2 separate regions of the Mus musculus genome follow, and region 1 is linked to region 2. The links are chromatin contacts, called in public promoter capture Hi-C maps. All regions are on one chromosome and are shown on one strand. Each heading gives the region's core, a stretch centred on a gene start, on an enhancer-like site or on the middle of the called end of the contact. The rest is flanking DNA. Distances are from core to core; before and after follow the strand shown. Region 1 holds the start of Nptn (neuroplastin). Region 2 holds the start of Peak1 (pseudopodium-enriched atypical kinase 1).

What was found. Promoter capture Hi-C pulls out the DNA fragments that hold promoters and counts their contacts.
Region 1: a contact with region 2 is called in a promoter capture Hi-C map of pre-B cells, with 2.3 times the contacts expected there. The contact joins the promoter of Nptn here to the promoter of Peak1 in region 2. A contact is called at or near these places in 4 of 39 promoter capture datasets (erythroid cells, liver and pre-B cells) and 1 of 115 datasets of contacts at active chromatin or transcription factors (thymic regulatory T cells).

The regions. Positions count from the first base shown.
Region 1 is chr9:58,579,294-58,584,252 of GRCm38.p6, reverse strand. Nptn (neuroplastin) reads right to left here and starts at 2,013. Exons shown (of 9, transcript NM_001357751.1): 1 at 1,727-2,013. The coding sequence starts at 1,817.
Region 2 is chr9:56,415,481-56,420,311 of GRCm38.p6, reverse strand. It overlaps Peak1 (pseudopodium-enriched atypical kinase 1), which reads left to right and starts at 2,262. Exons shown (of 7, transcript NM_172924.3): 1 at 2,262-2,371. It overlaps Hmg20a (high mobility group 20A), which reads right to left and starts at 1,693. Exons shown (of 10, transcript NM_025812.3): 1 at 1,381-1,693.

The DNA of each region.
Region 1 (4,959 bases), core at 764-3,263, 2.2 Mb before region 2:
ATAAATAACACATATTTATATACATAGATACCAAGCATAGAGGGAGCAAATCAGGCTAACTTTACCCTTTCCCTTCTACAGCTTCATACTTGAAGGAAAAGGGGGTGGAAGTGTCCATATCCTTAGGATATTCAATGTAAGAAACAAATGTTTCCTTTCTGGCTCATGAAGTAATAAAGCCATGGGGCATAAAATTCCCTTGTAAAGGGAATATTTGATAAAGTGACTTTTTTTCCAATACTAAATGTGATACATTATTACTGTATCCGCTAGCATTTTAAGCTCAGTTTGTCTTCAAAATACTCAACTCCACTGGCTCTGACTGATTTTTGTTTTAATGAAAGCCACTTCAAATTGTTTTAGCATAACAACGAAGAAATTCAGAGATTAAAACTAATGACTAATGTATGGCTCCCTATCCCTAACCAACTTCTCATTAATTTTTTTCATGTTTAAAATAGAAATCTTTAAACCTCCTAATAGTTGTTTCCACAATAGCTGAATTAGGTTCATTATCCCTTTAGGTTTGTATCTGAATGTGCGGTTCAACAACGGACTGTGACAATTCCAACAGAATCTGTCATGTTTAGCTCCCCAAGCCTATTATCTTTCACCATCTTCTCTAAAGAGCTTCAGTTCGCAACCCAATTCTCACTTCCACTGTACCTTAAACCCAACCCAGAGACCACATTCATATTCCTCAGAAATAACATCTTTGCAATCTTGAAACTTTCAGTTCTAAAAGCCCACTTCCTCCATCTCCCCTGCCACCATCTCTCATTGCCCTCAATCCCACCACTGCAGATGTGGCTGTGTCCCAGCCCTCCCCAAAGGCCGAACTAGCATCATAAAGCATTTGCCACAACTCGTCCCCTCCCTAATGTATCCGCCGCGCTACAAAGCAACATTACACCCCCGACTTCCTGCATTTTACTCTCTTCCCTTATTTTTCCGTCTTCCCCCACTCCCACCACTATACCCAGGCACCCTTTACTTCCCTGATATTTCTTCTACCTCGGTTTTAAAGCTTTCCCCGCATCCTCTGCTCATTTTCCTCTCCTTATTTAGAAACTCCCTTTTGCTTTCCCAACCGCTACCCTAGAATGCCCAGCACTCCACCCTCCTTGGCAAAACCCAATCCTCTTCCCCCAGCTCGTTTGGAGACACTGCTGCTTCTCTTCTCCAGGTCCCCCTACTGCAGTCAACCCACTCCATCTTTCCACCCACCTTCCCTCTACCCCCAAATCCAAGGTTTCCCGAATCGCTCACTAACCCCTCTCCTTGAGAGACTCAAGCAGTCTGCTGCCTCTAGGTATTCTACGGGATCCTTTTGACCCCAGCTTCCCCCCTCCTCCCATTTTGCAGAATGTCACCCGGGTTCCAGGGCCCCAGTAGAATCCCGGGTGTCAGCGCCCGCGGAGCCCGGTTCTCTCGCCGACACCACCCCTCCGCCAGCTCGAACTCGAACGCCTGTCTCCCGCCGCTTTCTCCAGAGCCGCCCCCGCTACTCCAGCTCCCGGTGCGCGATGAGCCCTACGCCGCGGACCTGTCTACAGAGCCCCGGGCTCGCACCAAAGCGACGCCTCCACCTCTCCGCGAAGCACCTCCTCGCCTCAGCCGGGTCGCCCGCTGCCGGCTCCGGCATCCCCCTCAGGCCTGGGCCCGGCCCCTCTGGTTGCCAGAGCCGGGCGCCCCCGCCCGACCCGCCCCCGGCCCCTCGGCTTACCGTTCTGAGCAGCGCCTGGCCCTGGAAGGAGCGAGCCAGAGACCAGCAAGAGCGAGAGGGCCAGGGCGCCGGGGAGCGACGAGCCCGACATCCTCCCTAGCCGGAGAGCGCGCAGCGAATGGGCCGGGGCCGGGGCCGGGGAAAGGGAGGGGAGGGAGGGAGGGGGCGGGCGAGCGCGCGCGCGAGGGAGTGAACGAGGGAGGCAGCCGCGGCCGAGCTCCGTCCTTCCCTGTCCTCCTCCTACCGCCGCAGCGTCCAAGCCTCGCGAGACCTCCGCTGGCGGCCGTGGGCGGGCCAGGAGCACCGGCGGCAAGGCTCGCGAGAAGAGGCCCTCTTCCCCCCCCTCCCCAAGTCCCCGCCCCTGCAGAGGCTGATTGGCCAAGCACAAGGGCGGTCACGTGCGAAGGGCGCTTTTGGCCACGTGACGGGGCGAGGCGGGGACTCCACCCGCTCCTTCTCCCACGGGGGAAGACGGCGGAGTACAGTTCTCACTTCTATGGGATCCTAGCGCTCAGAAATTAGAGGAAGCATTGAGAAAACAATGCTCCCCCCACCCATCCTGCCTTTCATGCGTTACTGCTCGAAGCTTCAGAAATGGATACCCTAGACCCTGCTTTTGAGCTTCCTATTAGTACCCCTTATCAAAACCCTGCTTTTCCTTCTGGACTTTGACCAGAGACCCCTAGAGGTATCTGGCCACAACCTCTCTGCCTCGTGGATTTTTTTTTCCCTTCCAGGCAGTGTTAACGATCGCTGTGCTTCCTTGCACGGACATCTGTTCCCTCAGCCTTCAAGTGTCCTCCTTTTCCTCCCTACCTGTGCCCTCCCCACCCCTCTTTGGCCTTATTTTAGCTTCACAAGCTCTGAGGGCCTGAAGAGCTAGCCTGTGCAGGGCTACAGATCCAATTCTACAAGGAAGTCACAGTGTGTCCAGTAATAGGCAGAACCTTTGGTAGAGGAAACCCGTAAGAAAATAGTTTCCACTCAGTTCACTGTTCAGCCTGGTGTATCAGAGATGACCCACAGGAAAGGGGCAATCAAAAAGGAGTTTAGCCATGTTGCATAGAAAGTTGAGAAATGCCTTCTTTTGCGGTGAGAGAGTACTGGGGAGATGTCATAGTCCTTAAAAATGCTTGATACACAAACGTGAAGACCTGAGTTTCCCCAGCATAAAACAGAAAAGGATGGCCACCAGAGCCAACGCTGTAATCTGAGTCTGGAGAAGAGAAGAGCTCTCTGGTTTGCTAACTAGTCTGCCTAGCCGATCGATGAGGTCTAGGCTCAGTGAGGGACCCTACCTCAAAAACTGAGTATTCTCCAAAAAAAAAAAAAAAAGAAAGAAAGAAAGAAAGAAAAAGAATAGTTAAGGGAGATACCCGAAGGCAACTTCTGGCCTCCCAGTGCGGGCACACAGGCTCTCGAACACAAACACAGATTTGGGGGAGTTGGCTTGTTTGTTTTCCCTGAACCACCCTCAGCACTTGTGGTTAGCAAAGGAGTGTTTTCTGTGGCTTAGCTCATCTATGAGTCACAACAGACATCCTCGGGTGTCTCTGTGGCTTACAAGTGAGAAAGGGTAAACTGGCCTGCTGACCTGACTATATTCAAAGGGTTAGAGAATCTGGAGTAAAGAGGAGGCAGAGGGGGGCTGGTGAGATGGCTTCAGTGGGTAAGAGCACCCGACTGCTCTTCCGAAGGTCTGGAGTTCAAATCCCAGCAACCACATGGTGGCTCACAACCATCCATAACGAGATCTGGCGCCCTCTTCTGGAGTGTTTGAAGACAGCTACAGTGTACTTACATATAATAAATAAATAAATCTTAAAAAAAAAAAAAAAAAAAAAAAAAAGGAGGAGGCAGAGGCAGTTGGATTTCTGAGTTCGAGGCCAACCTGGTCTACAAAGTGAGTTCCAGGACAGCCAGGGCTAAACAGAGAAACCCTGTCTCAAAAAACCGAAAAAAAAAAAAAAAGAAAGAAAGAAAGGAAGGAAGAAAGAAAGAAACCATCACAAACTCTCCAGAACTCTCCAGCTTTCCCAGGAACTAGACAACTATCTGCTATCTGCTATAGACTGTGCTTTGCAGCAAGGGCTGGGGCTCTATCTCTGGGGTATGTTCACAGAAGAAAAGCTGTGTCCTAACAAACCTACGTATTTACACTCGCAACGAGAAATCCTTATAAAAGTATCATTCACAGATGGGGAAACTGAGGCTAAGAGATGGCAGGTTTTGCTCAGGATCTCCAAGCATAACTGTGGATGGCAGACAGTCGGGTTCTCTTGCTTCTAGGCTTATTTTAGAAGCACATCTCCTTGCCCTCTTTAAGTTGAGAGTGGCCTGTGGCTGTCTCAGCCAATGAAATTTGAGAAGTGGCACGCATCATTTTCCAAGTGAAGCATTCATTCATTTCCAGGGTTTCAGACTCTTTGGTCTTGGTAATAGTGAGTAATGGCTATGATAGTGAAAATACATGTCAACAGGAAAGGGATGACCACTTGGATCCTCGAGTTAGCACAATAAGCTGAACCCTCTTGTCACCCACACAGAACTGATAATATTGCTATTGAGACTCAAGGATGTCTGCTCTTTTCTACTTTTAGAAATTTTTATTTTATGTGTATGAATGTGTTCCTTGCATGTATGTTTGTGTTCTGTGTGTGTTGTAATGCCTGTAAAGTCTACAAGGGGATGTTGGAACCCCTGGAACTGGAGTTATCAATGGTTGTGAGCATCTATGTGGGTGCTGAGACTGAACTTGGGTCCACTGCAAGAGCAGTAAATGTTCTCAATAACTGAGCTGCCTCTTCAGCCCTCCGGGGTTGTTCTTATAGCACAATCTGAACTAGTCTGGATAAGAAATTATAAAATCCAAATCCACCCCCGCCCGCATCGCTAGTATCTATGCATCTTCGCCCCAGTGACCTAATAATTTCTCTTGACAAATTATCTGTCAAATAGGGACAATGATCATTGCAGCTTTGAAAGACTGTAAGAAGAAAAAGTGCATAAGTTTATGTGCAATATTTTGAACAATTTCTGTTGTGTTACACGCACTTCAATGTTGATCATGACACTACTACAGCTCAGACTCCAGCCTACATTTTCTCTCCCTAATGTTACAATATCATGATTGCAAAAGCTGACTCAGGAGCAATCTTTTACCTATGGGTGGTACCATTCAAAGCACTAAATTATAAAGAACCCTTTTTACCTAGGGAAAACATCAGCAGGTC
Region 2 (4,831 bases), core at 1,013-3,512:
TGCTACAGTCTCTGTGAGCACATATGTGTGCCAGTCCTGGTGTTTCTAGAATGACCAAGAATATTTTTTTAATGTTCATGTTAAGGTTAAAGTATTTTTATTTTCACATTTAGTTTAAAATATTTTCTATTGTAAGTGCAAACTATGAAATTAGAAATACATGCACCTTAATATTGGAAGACAATGCAATTTTAGGTTCACCTGATAGCCAAAGTTTTTAAAAAACCATTCCAAATACACTGATTCTGCCAACAAACATACACTTGTATACTGTGTTGCAAGGAATCAAAATAGTTGCTTATTACTTCAGATATAGTTTCTTATTTGTTTGTGTGTGTGTGTTTTAAGCAGAATATAGAAAACCAGAAAGTTCTGTCTGCCTCATCTTTAGTTCTTCCCGAGACATTTTCCTCTCACTCAGTACGTCACTGAACTTGCCATCCTTTGGCCAGGTTTTAAAACCATAAATAGACCTCATTTTTCAATCAGTAACAAACTCAAATTACAAACGGGGAGACACCATAAAATGCATCTTTCATAAACATCCCAAGAAAGCTACATGAAAACAACACTAAAGTGGATGATGTCTTCTCCAGCATGAGGTGAATCCTTAAGTCCTAAAGGAACAGTTCTAAGTATGTAACACATTAGTGCCCTTTATTACGGTAACATCAAATCGGAGTACTGCAGCATGACACTCTCTCCCTCTGCAAACATGAAAATGCCCTGTAATTTGTGTGAACTATTCGGTACTCTAACTTATAAACTACCTCCTTAAAAGAGCGGCTAAGGAGCTCCTGTTCCGTGTCTAGGTAGAGCCTACACTACTTCACTCAGTTAAGGACAAGCTTGACTTGGGTGCAAGGGTGGGCAATTCACAAGTCACATAACAAAGTATGTAATCTTGCAGAGAATTTTAACAAGGTGTTTAAAATTCTTTGGAGACAGCATTAAGACAATCTTGCTGGGGAGAGATTTTCCAATTTACACACAGAAACAAAATACATAAATTCTGATCGTGGCCTGGTGATTATCATAATTTGGGGAAATAACCGAACTTGTGACGTGAAAATACAACCCCAAGGCTGTAGGAACTCTCTCTGAGAATGGCACAAACCAACACCTTTTCTGGCTCTCATCAACACGGGAAGTGGCTTGGACACCCCCCAAACATCATCCTACCCCCACAGGAAGTGAGTTACAGTTCCCCCTCCCCTATGACAGCATGTCTCCCTTCCCCCAACCGGAAGTGAGGCGCCCCCATTCAGTGGGCCTTAAACCAAGACAAACCAATAACAGCAGCAGCAAAAGAAGGATGATCTTCAAAGGGGGAAGGACATCTCGACTGTTGCCACCCCCATGCTCGTCTTGCTTACTAACCTGCTGACGGCAGGAGCAGGCAGGGGCCTGGGGACTAATGAAAGTCCCTTGCACAGAGGACAATTCCCTCAGCCCCTCGCAATCGCCTTCACTCTTCACTCCGTCGTCTCACAGCTTGACAGAAATTCCTCCGCAGTACTTTATTTTGGTGTCTTTTCTTACTCTTTACCTAATCACTTAGTCACCTCCAGATAGGTAACTTCTTTTAACGTGGTAATACTGAGAATTGTTCCGTTGAGGAGAGACGTGAAATGTTATACCCGATACTTTCAGAGAAATGAAGGGATTATTTTGCCCAATGCGGCGAAGGACTACGTGACCACGCAAGGTGAGACACACTTTCGCGAAGGTTCTTGGGAAATGTAGTTTTCATTTTCATTGCTAAGGCTCTCAAAAAATAGTGGGACTTAAATTTTAATTACTGTATACTGGACTCTTAGAGGATAGTTATTCTGTACTAGACGAATGGCTGACTTAAGGTGATTCGGCCCCGAAAAAAATCCAAATCTGCGCTGTTTCTTTCCACTGGCGTTTAATTGAACCCAAATTCCCCGTCACATGGACTCAAGGTCCCTGCCGCCCCGCCCCCTGGCTTTGGCTCCACCCCTCAGCCAATCAGACTTTCTCTAGCTCGTGTTCTCCGGATATTGGCACTCAGGGAGGCGTGGCCTCTTGTCAACTCCTCCCATGGGGCTGAGAGTAGAGCTCGGAGACCGCCGAGGTTTGGTGCGGGCACGCGCGGGCGAGCGCGCGCGGTCTGAAGAAGTGAAGCGGCAAGGGTGCGCGCGGCGGGGCGGCGTGCAGGGTTGGGAGGAGCGAGCGGACTGGTGGGCTGGGCGGACGGAGAGCGGCCGGGAGCGCGCTGTGGACTCCGCGGCCGCGAGTAGTTAGTTAGTTGTGTCAGTTGCTCGGTGGAGGCGGCCGCGATCACCAGAAAGGGGACGGGACAGGAGGCAATGCTGAATATCGCAACGGCTTGTGCTCCCCTCAGGTAACGGGGGCAGGGTTGCCCACGTACCCTCCGGTCCCTTTCCCACACGCGCTGGCTTATGGGGCCAGGGTCGCCGAGAGGTGAGGACGCGGACCTAGGGGGGATCGGGACTGGGTGGCGCCGCAGGGGCTCGGCAGCCCGTGCGTCCTGCGGGGCGCGGGCTGCAGTGCCCCGGCCACCCACGCGCCCCGCGGGCGCCGCGAGCCCTCTCATGCCCCCCACCGGCCCAGGCCTCGTTACCCTGGCTGCGATGGTCCCGGGAGCGCGGCGCCCCCCAGAGGAGGGAAAGTTGGAACCTGGCGGCTAGGGACTTCCCGGGGCTGGGCTGCGAGGCTCCAGGGGAAAGTGAAGCCTTAGAGGAGCTGGAGATGTGGAGGCTGGGGCAAGAAGGGCTTCTGCCTAGTCTGTATGGTCGCCTCACTCCCAGACTTTGGAGGATCAGGCTCAGCCTTGCCTCAGCAGTCAGGACGGAACCGGTGGCTCTGTGCCTGCTCACTTTACGCTCTGGCCAGGGAGCCCCTAATGTGCGCAGGCTTCCTAGGTTGCTTAGGGGTTTGGGATTTTGAGAGGCTGGGTTAGACATTTGTTTTTCTTTGCCCTTTGGCTTATGGGTTCTTGCCAATTTCCTTTCCTCCTTCGAAGAGGACTACCCATCTGAATTGGGTCCCCTTCTCGTTATCCCCCATCTTATGCTCCATTTGTTGGAGAGCTTGATTTTGTTCTTGGACTTCATTAAGGACTGCTGAGAGCAATATCAAAGAGTAGTCCGCCCTCCAGTCCCCCTCCCCCAGGCCCCATGTCTGCAGTCCAGTTTTTAAGGACCCAAATTGAGGAACCAGAGCTGTGGAATGGAGTTATTGGATGGCTGGTGTTGAAGGATAGAGATGAGTTAGAGGAAAACTATGATTTCATCTTTATTGGCCTTACTATAGAAAACCCAGTACATTTTTCTTTGCCTCTGTTGAATGTGGTAAGAGTACACTCTCAATTAAATACTTGGTGACTTACATAAAAGACTATTTTTAAGCCACTGGATGATGTGCATGAACTGCTTTTTCACCTGAGTCGGAATTGCTTTGAGTATTCTGTTTGGTGGCCTATCTGTTGACTTGATCTTTTTCTTTCTTTCTCTTTCTTTTCTTTCTTTCTCTTTTTTTTTTTCAGCCACACTGTCCTCCCTTTATCTACCTTGGCAAATTAAGTATGTAGTCAAGAGAACACATATTGCTCTCTGCAAAGAGGAAAAAAAAAAAAAAACCCAGAAAGCCCAAACTTGAATTATCCACAAGGGTAAAACTTTCCATGAGCAATCTTGGATACTCACTTCATGATGGCTTCTTTTGTAATCTCAGAGCATTTTAGATCTTTCAATTCACTGACTACCCTAATTACTTTCCAAAGTGCCTGGCACTTTCTTTGGTGACTTTTTCAGTAAACTATAATTGCAGGTGAGGTACATTTTCTTGGCTTCCAAGTTAGGAGTTAATAGCCTTATCACAGAGATTAACAGTTAACAATGGAAGCAGAGTTCATACTACTGCAAGTGAGTTTTGGCAACGATCAGGTCACAAACTATGTGAAAAAACAAAGATCCCCTCCCCAGAGTTGTCAGAGGGGAAGAAGAGAAAATATTTTATCGTGTCTCTATTTGGGAGAGAGTAGTATGACTATGTTATGTGGGGGAAAATGGCAAATTATTTTCTTTAAAGCTTTTTGATTTGTGGTCCTCCTTTCTCCCACCCTTTCTTTAGGGACTGACATTTATGTTTGGCTAGTTTCCAGTGTTGTAAGGCGTGTTTTGGTGAGAGGAAAAGATAAGCTTGATTGAGTTGTTAGGGTATTGCTTATTCATTTTGTTTAGTAATAGTGCAGAAAACTTACACAGTGGTGTTTAAACCCCATTAACATTCTGTCAGAATTTATTTTTAAGAGTCTGTCCTGAGGCCCATAAAGAAATAATGCCACTTCATAACTGTTTTCTGACAGTCACATTAAAAAGTACGTTCCTGAAATGCATTATATGTGAATGCATATAAACATTTATCTTTGTACATTTATGGTAATGTAAATATTTAAGTCGGAGAGCTTAAAAACTTTTATTTGCTTATTTGCATACATGCCTTTTAACAGCCAGCAGTGCCAACCATATTTGCCAAAGAAGTATCAGCCATAAATTCAGGCTTTGGCACATTTCATATAATAACTCTTCTAAATTGCTCCATGGTGAAGCATCATGAGATTAGCATTTGCTTCAGGAGAGAGATTTGTTGTTGTTTTTAACCGTAATGATGTGCTATTTAAGGGGAACAGGTGCTGGGCTCTAGCTGTTTGTGTTGTAACCTGCCAAATCCTACTCTTTTGTTGGATGGGTTGTTAAAGCAATTTAGGAACCACATTGTGGCCCCTGGCTTGCCAAGTGTGAGTTTGAGGCTCCATATCACTTTTGCTAATCCCCATTTT